Linked DNA regions of Pan troglodytes: all the other regions are linked to region 3. Evidence: chromatin contacts called from public HiChIP or PLAC-seq data. All regions are on one chromosome and are shown on one strand. The core of a region is the stretch at or near the end of the contact, and the rest is flanking DNA. Distances in the headings are between cores, read along the strand shown. Region 1 holds the start of LCORL (ligand dependent nuclear receptor corepressor like). Region 2 holds the start of LAP3 (leucine aminopeptidase 3). Region 3 holds the start of NCAPG (non-SMC condensin I complex subunit G).

What was found. HiChIP or PLAC-seq counts read pairs in DNA pulled down with a chosen protein or histone mark.
Region 1: a contact with region 3 is called in an H3K4me3 HiChIP or PLAC-seq map of stem cell-derived excitatory neurons, with 4 times the contacts expected there. The contact joins the promoter of LCORL here to the promoter of NCAPG in region 3. A contact is called at or near these places in 1 of 7 Hi-C or Micro-C datasets (stem cell-derived neural progenitor cells) and 1 of 1 datasets of contacts at active chromatin or transcription factors (stem cell-derived excitatory neurons).
Region 2: an H3K4me3 HiChIP or PLAC-seq map of stem cell-derived excitatory neurons shows a contact between it and region 3, with 11 times the contacts expected there. The contact joins the promoter of LAP3 here to the promoter of NCAPG in region 3. A contact is called at or near these places in 1 of 7 Hi-C or Micro-C datasets (stem cell-derived neural progenitor cells) and 1 of 1 datasets of contacts at active chromatin or transcription factors (stem cell-derived excitatory neurons).

Annotation. Positions count from the first base shown.
Region 1 is chr3:18,505,774-18,508,473 of NHGRI_mPanTro3-v2.0_pri, reverse strand. LCORL (ligand dependent nuclear receptor corepressor like) reads left to right here and starts at 1,310. Exons shown (of 7, transcript XR_010156487.1): 1 at 1,310-1,633.
Region 2 is chr3:18,059,950-18,062,732 of NHGRI_mPanTro3-v2.0_pri, reverse strand. It overlaps LAP3 (leucine aminopeptidase 3), which reads right to left and starts at 1,416. Exons shown (of 13, transcript NM_001246465.1): 1 at 1,273-1,416. The coding sequence starts at 1,374.
Region 3 is chr3:18,294,409-18,297,108 of NHGRI_mPanTro3-v2.0_pri, reverse strand. NCAPG (non-SMC condensin I complex subunit G) reads right to left here and starts at 1,339. Exons shown (of 21, transcript XM_016951398.3): 1 at 953-1,339. The coding sequence starts at 1,063. DCAF16 (DDB1 and CUL4 associated factor 16) reads left to right here and starts at 1,384. Exons shown (of 2, transcript XM_063808646.1): 1 at 1,384-1,694.

The DNA of each region.
Region 1 (2,700 bases), core at 61-2,560, 210 kb before region 3:
ATAATGAGCAAAGAAATACTTTCTCATAGGAAGAAAAAGAAAGAAGGTGGATAAGGATAAGCCACAAAACAGGGAAGGTGGTACTGAATTCAGAATTTATGAGATTTCCAAGAAGAATTAAACATATTTCCCACAGACTTGTGAATAAATTTCCAGAAATACACAGTACTTCTTAGCAAACGTTGGGTAGCTTAGCTTCGGCTTGATAAACTGCACGTATACGGAAACAAACGCACAATCGCTCTGGTGCAAAAGTAAAAACTGTGATTGGAGTCTGTATTTAAACGTAAGATTCCTCTCTAGCGCTCTCTGAAGAAGTTATTTTCTCTAGCACGGGGTAGAATTCATTCCATTAACCTTTGTAAAGTGCTTAATCCCGTGTCACGCACTGTACTAGGGTCTAGCGAGTGACAGATGTCACGGTACAGAGATCTCAGTGGGTCGCTGCCCTCCAGGAGCTTATAAAGAAAATTTTCCTTCTGCAGTTTTCAGCCGGCTACACCCAGTCCCCTGCAAGTAATTTTCAGTGAAAAAAACCCGCATCTTTTTCCTAGTCCTTGCAAATATTCTGGCTTTCCGAGATCTCTTCGCCTTGAATACCGAAGTCACTCCGGGATCTCTCTCTGGACGTTTGGCAGTTATTCCAGATGTAGCCGAATGACCGGCTTGCCCTTTCCCTGCGGAGTGACAGGAAGACAGCGACCCCGGAAAGTTTCCAGCACTTAAAACACAAAACGCAGCCTGAACCCACAAGGAGCCGACAACTCTTGCGGCTTCCACCACCCTTCTATCGCGGAGCCTAAGGAAGCTAAAGCAGTCGGGTCAGACCCGGCCACCCGGGCAGCGCATGGTTCCGGGCGCAGGGAGCGACAGACTCAGCCCCCCAGCGGCGCGGCGCAGAGAAGTTGCAGGCCAGCCTGCATACCCAAGTGCGGGGGGGAAGAAAAACAAACAAACAAAAAAATCCTTTCTTCTGGACTACAATGACCGGCAAGCAACGCGCCACGGCGCCAAGTTCGGCTTCGAGATCCTGGCGAAATGGAGCCTGGGAAGTGAAGTCTCCGGACTGTCGGAGTCCCGTAGTGAAGGCAGAAAGTAGGCGTTGCTAGTCCGCTCCACTAGCACGCCGGTTCCTGGCTGGGCTCCGGGTCTCTCGCTCCCGCTCAGGGTTTTCGCGGGCGGCGGGAGCGGTATGGCTCGCCTGAGTAAACTCCAGCGGGAGGGGGAGGAGGGTAGTGGGTGGGGAGGCGGGGTCAGCGGAAGCGGCAGGTTGCTTCCTTCTCCTCTGGCTCCCTCCCCGCCTCTCCCTGAGGGAGCGGTGGGAGGGGGAGGGCAGGGCAGAGGGAAGGTAGTGACACGTGTCAATCAACCCCCCTCCGGGGGGCGCGCGCTCCGGGGCTCGCGCCGAGGGCTCGCGCCCCTGCCTCGTGCCTGCGCTGCTCGTATGTAAATGAGGGCGCGTGACGCGGGACGCAGATGGACAAGGGAAGAGAGAGAATGGCCGCTGCCGCCGCCGCTGCTGCCGCCGCCGCCGCCGCCGCCGCTCAGTGCCGGAGCCCTCGGTGCGCGGCGGAGAGAAGAGGATTCCGGCGGGAACTCGACTCTTGGCGCCACCGCCTCATGCACTGTGTAGGTAAGAGAGACGCGGGCCGGGGCCCCGGGCTCCGCGCGGCGACCGCAGTCGCAGCCCGAGGAGTTTGTGGCTGAGGGGTTTAGTTGAATCTCCCGTTCGGGTTAGTTCGGTGGGGGAGCGAGATGGGAGCGGCGCGGCGCGGCGGCCCCGGCGCTCGCCTTTTGTCTTGCGGGCTGCTGGCCCGGCGCGGTCCGCCCTCCTTCGCCTTCCCAGCTCTTGGGCTCCCCAGGAACTGTTAGTTTGGACCCGCTTGCTGAGCCCCCGCGGAAGCCGCCCGCTCGCGCTCTCCCCGAAACTCCTCGGCGCCCGTCGCTGCCCGCTGTCGCCCGCCGTCCACCCTGACAGGAGGGAGGAAGCGGCCCGGTGGGTCGGCGCCCTGGCGGAGGGGAGCCGGCGGGCAGGGCGGCCGGAGGAAGGCGGGCTGGTCCGCGCCCCCGCCGAGCGCACACACACCCCCTTGTCGCCGCCGGGGACCGGGTGAGCAGACGCGGCCAGTTCCCGGGGACCTGGACCTGGAGACCCACGGGCGCTCGCAGGGCGGGGGCCGCTGATGGGCCGGCTGGGGGCGAGGGGCGGCGGGGGCGTCGTCCGAGGGGCGGGGGGCGCCCAACTCTGCCCTCTCGCGCTCGGCGGCGGCGCTGTGTGTACCCCTTTAAGAAGGAGCCGCTTGAGCGCTGACGGTTGGGATTTGAAGTTCTTCCTCCCTCTTTGGAAGTCTGGACGGATGGGGGGTGTTGCCACGGCAACGACACCCTCCCCCCCCCCCGTCTGCTTGCGGACGCCCCGACGACTCTGGTCCTCTTTCACTGTCATGTGATGGACTCTTCCTTACACACACACACACGTATACACACACACGCATCGCCCTCCCCACCTCCCATCCCCATTCAACTGCAATTCCCTCTTTTTGGTTGGATCTGAATCGTTTTGCTTCAAACTTCTGGGCTTGGGGCTCTCACCCTGTGGATTGTTTAGGGTGACAGGAATGGTGGGACTCCCGACCTTGCTGCAGTCGCTTTTTTTTTTTTTTTCTTTTTTTTGCCTAAGTGAGACGAATGCATAGAGCT
Region 2 (2,783 bases), core at 167-2,666, 230 kb after region 3:
TGGTCAACACAGAGGCTGTAAGAGAAGTACCAACTTCCTAGGGAGGGTAGAAGCATTCTGCTAAGCACTTGGCGGCTCACTCCCTTCATCTCCTTCACAAGTCTCAGGTCTCAAATACCAGAAATGAGGAAGCAAACCTAGTAATACTTAGTATTTACTTTTGCACGGCAATTTATGACTTTAAAAATGTTTTGTCTGCCTCATGGCAACTCTGTGAGGTGGAAAGAACAAGTACCCTTACCCCCCTTGACCGATAAGGAAACTGAAACCTAGTTTGAGACAGGAGCTCCTGTGTGGTAGGACTGAGTGAGAATCCAGATGTCTTCCCGCCCAGCAGTTGATCTTTCCACAAAACCACACAGACACTTAGAATAGTGCCCTCTCGGTCTTTTCCACCAAAGAAAACAGCCTTCCTTGGCATTGGTAACTCTGCCAGGTTCTAACTTCCCTAAGATTGTTCACTCCCCGGGAATCAATGGAGCCAACTGAGCAACTGTTATCTGGGTAGGCTGTGGCACAGTACTGGAGACAGCACTGGTCAGGCGACTGGTCCCTCCGCCACTGAGATACCTGCAGGAGACTGGAGCTCAAGCTCCCCCTAGAACGTTCTTCTGCAGGGACAGTCATCTCTTTCTGGTGCTTAGGCATGACTCCCAAGCTTGTGCTGGTTCCGAGAGCCATTCCCTTTGCAGATCCTTCACATCTGAAGAGCGACCTTCGTAATTTTTTGGAGTTCACTTTTCTTCTGGAAGATGCTCTTAATTCTGGGAAACGTGGGTCTCTCCGCAAAGCCCTTTTCTCTAGAGAGGCATGCATTTCCTCTAGAAACCCTTCCAAGCCACTTAACTCCCTGACCTTTCACTTCCGCGGGGGAAGGAGCCCTGTGACTCTGGGACCTCAGAAACCCTTTCACCTTGGCAAACTCGGGCTTCCTCCAAGCTCGAATGGGAGCCCCACCGCCGCGTCTTTCCCTGGGTTACTGCCAGGACCGCGGGTGACGACTGGAGCAAGTGCGCGGCCGAGCGGAGCCGGGTAAAGGGCGGCTACAGCCATCACCCCCTAGCCCCGAGCGGGGAATCGCGCCCTCAATACGACCGCTGGGGTCCTCAGCGGCCTAGGCCGATCCCCGCAAGGAGATAATTTTTCTTTTAAACTGATTTTTGCAACTTGGCTTGGGCGCCCGGGACACCGCGGCTTCGACCAGCCCCGCAGCCCCGGTAGCCCACGGGCAGGGCCCCAGCGGCGGACCATGAGCGAGCCGCCGCCTCTCACCTTCGTCATGTCTGCGGTGGAGAGACTCCGGCTCCCGAAACGTCTCACGGCCAGACGTCGGACGACTACTCGCCCCGCAGCCGGAAGAGGCAGCAAGAACATCTTGTCGGCTCGGCCCCTCGCACCGCCCTCCAGCGAGCACGTGGAGAGCGGTGGGCGGGCGCGCCTTGGGGCGGGGCTTTCGGGGCGCAGACGGCGTGCGCGCGGACTGGCTCGGGCGCCGGGCGAGCGGACGTGCGTCTAGGGGGCGGGGCGGATGGGCGGCACCGGCCGACTGGACCGCTGGGATCAAACCGCGGCTGTGGAGGGGACTCAAGGGTGTGCCCGCATTCGTGTGCGCCCGCATTCGTGTGCGCGTGCGCATGCGGGCGGGGGCGAAAAGGCGGGGCTTCCGGACGCGGTTGACAGTCCCGGGACCAACGCGAAGTAGAGGGGCGGGACCGATAGGGTGACGTCACACGATGGGTGGGGCGGAGGCGGGGCGAGTTCTGCAAGCGGGCGTGGGCGGAGCGCTGGGCAACTCCCGGGAAATAGAAACTGAGTGCCAGAGCTTGTTGTCAAGGTTGCTGAATAGACGACTGCATAGTGAAGACACTCCCACTGAGTTTTCGTTTGTTTGTTTGGTTTTTTTGAGTCGGAGTCTCGCTCTGTCACCCAGATTGGAGTGCAATGGAGCGATCTCCGCTCACTGCAACCTCCCGCTGCCTAGTTGAAACGATTCTCCTGCCTCGTCCTCCCGAGTAGCTGGGATTAGGGGCGCCCGCCACCACGCCCAGCTAATCTTTGTGTTTTTTTGTTGTTTTTTTGGATTTTTTTTTGAGGCGGAGTCTCGCTCTTGTAGCCCTGGCTGGAGTGCAGTGGCGCAATCTCGTCTCACTGCAACCTCCGCCTTTCGGGTTCAACAGATTCTCCTGCCTCAGCCTCCCGAGTAGTTGGGACTACAGGCGCCCACTACCACACCTGGCTAATCTTTGTATTTTTAGTAGAGACAGTGTTTGGCCATGTTAGCCAGGCTGGCTTTGAACTCCTGACCTCTGGTGATCCACCCGCCTCAGCCTGCCAAAGTGCTGGGATTACTTACAGGCGTGAGCCACTGTGCCCGGCAACTCTTTGTATTTTTAGTAGAGACGAGGTTTCACCATGTTGGTCAGGCTGGTCTCGAAGTCCTGACCTCGTGATCCACTTGCCTCGGCCTCGCTAAGTGCTGGGATTACAGGCGTGAGCCACCGCACCCGGCCTGAGTTATTTTTATTCGTGTCCTTTCATCTGTTCCACAGGTGCAACGGTGTAAATACTGTTTTTGAAAATGATGTAACACTATTAGGTTCGTTGACTCGTGCACATAGCAAGTCAATACGCCCAGACACCAGGGTTGCAGCAGAGAAAGAGGTGTAATCATGGAGTCGCCAAAGGAGGAGATGGGAGGAAACCTCAAATCCATCTCCCTGAGGAATTTGGGGTCAAGGTTTTTAAGGGTTTTGGAGAGGGCTATAGTGTGGAGATCGTTGATT
Region 3 (2,700 bases), core at 90-2,589:
CTAGCCATAATAATGCAGACAAATTAAAATCTTTATTTAGTAAACTCTTAATTATCCAAACCAGCCAAAGGGCAATCAATTTGCATGAATTTCTCTCCAGGCTATAATGGGAGTACACAAGCTTGACTTTTGACAGTGAAAAGATTCCTTTGATATATTTTTTTCAATATCTTTGATTCTCAATAAGCCTTTTAGTACCAGTACGTTACAAATACGCTTCTTCAACAACCCAAAATCAATACTGGCTTTTATATTTCTCATATTCAGGCCTTCCTATCACCAGCAGTTTCTTTATGAGATAACTTGCACATCCTATCTCATATCCTCAAAGCCCTGTGATGTTTACTCACAATTTTTCTTGGACCTCAAGATAATTCATCTTCCCCAAATTAATTGTTCTATTCTTCTCAAGGTTCCACTCAAAACAAACAAATAGTATGTACATAAATAAGAATGGCCAGGCCCTAAAGAATAATTTCGTATTTGGTGATTGGATTCAACGTAACCGTAGGACAAGGGTAGAATCATTTGATGTTCGGCGGGGAGCGATGACCCCAGGGGCAACGACCACTGAACCCCCGCATTCAGGATCCACTCTGCGGTTCAATATTTGATGTCTGATCGCCTCGGTGGTCGTAAATGTTTCTCTCCACGTTCACGATCGGACTAAGGAATAACGGTCCACGCCGCCCAGAAGCTGGGGGTGCCGGCTCAGAAAAGCCAAGGCGGGGCCCGTGTGAACGACGCCCAGGCTTCGGAGGCTTTCTGGCCTGGGCCCAGGCGACCTCGGGTAAGTCCCTGACTTCTCCGAACCTCAGATCCCTATGAAGTGAGTCGCGAAGGTGAACAAGGCTGGAGTCACGGTGCGCCGAGCCCGAGGGCCACGGAGGGCCCCTGAGGGAGGGTGGGCCGGGGCGGGCGAGAGGCGGCGGCCGGGGCCGGACGCGCTTACCGTGCGGTAGGTGCGGCTCAGCGCCACCACCAGCTTCGCCTGGTTCTGGTGCGGCTGCTGCGCCAGCCGAAAGGCCTCCTTAATCGACAGCAGCCTCCTTTCCGCTCCCATGGCTCTGGAACCCTGCCGGGACGAGTCCTGCCCGCGCTCGGCTACAGCCTGCCAGCCCGCCAACCCAGAGGCAGCGCTCTCCGCGGAGTCTTCTATGACAGCCCCAGGGAGTATTTACCGCTCGAACGTTCAAATAATTCCCGCGAGAGGGGGAAATCCCGCGAGACTGCCGTAAGCGCTTTGGGAGGAGAGAGCGGGAAGCGATGGGTCCACCCACCTCGCACCCCGCGCTTTGGGCGCATGCGTCTAGGTTCAACCTTGTCCAGCGGTTTTCACGGAGGGAAGTGGCGTTTCTAAGGGGGAGGGGCCTTGACTCGGCCGGAAGTAGCGTCGGCGCGGGAGCTGAGCGGAGTGGCCTTGCCACCGGAGGGGAAGGGCTGCTGGCGTTAGGCCTGGCTGGGTCGTGCGGCTGAGCGTGAGGCTAGAAAGAAAAAGCGATCCTCCAAGAGTGAGAACGGGAGATCTGCCGAGGATAACAACCTCCCTTGTGGCCGAAGGGCGGGGGATCCCCACACGAGGGCTCCGCTTCGAGAGACGGCGACAAAGGAAAGTTCGTAGCGCGTTCGGGAGGCCCGGCCACCTCTGAGAAGGGAGACGACGCTGCTGGGTCCGCTGAGCGGGGCGACCCGAGGTTAGTGGAGACGGATGCTGTCTTTTGAAGGCCTTAGTCCCTGCCCTGGTAAAGCCGACTGCGAGGTTCCTCAGGGCGTGCAGGCAGCCCGGGGATCGCTGCGAAGGGGGGTGCGGGCTAACTTAGCTGCGCCGTTTCTAGATGTGCAGCTGTGGAGGCCCTGTTTACAAGTGTGCATAAGGACAGTGTATTAAGGGAGAACTCAAGAGAATGGAAAGGTCTTTCGGGTAGTGGTTAAAATAAAGAAGAGTAGGAACTAGGTTTTTAAATTTTAAATGAAATTATATCAGACAGAACTTCTGTTGGATCTCAGGATGCACCATCCAAAAATAGGACTGTAGGAGACCAAAATATGCCATCCTACAATATACTTCTAGGGTATATTTTGAGCTGGTATTCTGATAAAATGCAGACACAGGAGTCGCTCTGAAAATCTGTCCTGTTGTAAAAGAAATTGACATCTACAGAGGAAATATACATCAGTAAAGGATCTGTATCAGAAAGAGGGCAGCTCTGCGATAATTTTTGTTACCTGGGAGATCTTATCTGCATACCAAGACAACTTTTATTCACCGTATATTTCCTCCCCTCACCTTTCCACAACTTTGTGGCCACCATCCCCCAGAAAGCCGCAAGCCCCCATTTCTTGAGTAGCGTAGGATGCTGTATAATCTTCAATCATCTGACCATGGTGGGACTCCTCTGCGTATGTAATTAAGTACGGGGTTTTTTTCTTGTTAATGTCTATGTCAGGTTAATTTGTAACCCAGCCAAAGAACCTAGGAGGATGGAGGGAAGCCGTTTTTCCCTCTCCTACACCTCAGTAACCTACTGCCAGCTGAAGAAATAGAACATTCCTAAAGCCACCTGTACATCTTTCTCCTTTTGAATTACCTGCCCTCCGAAGAAGTAATGGATTTTCTGAATTTACTGTTAACTTTTACCATGCAGATTTTTATATCTTAATGACATATTTTCATATATTAACGACATGAATAAATCCCTG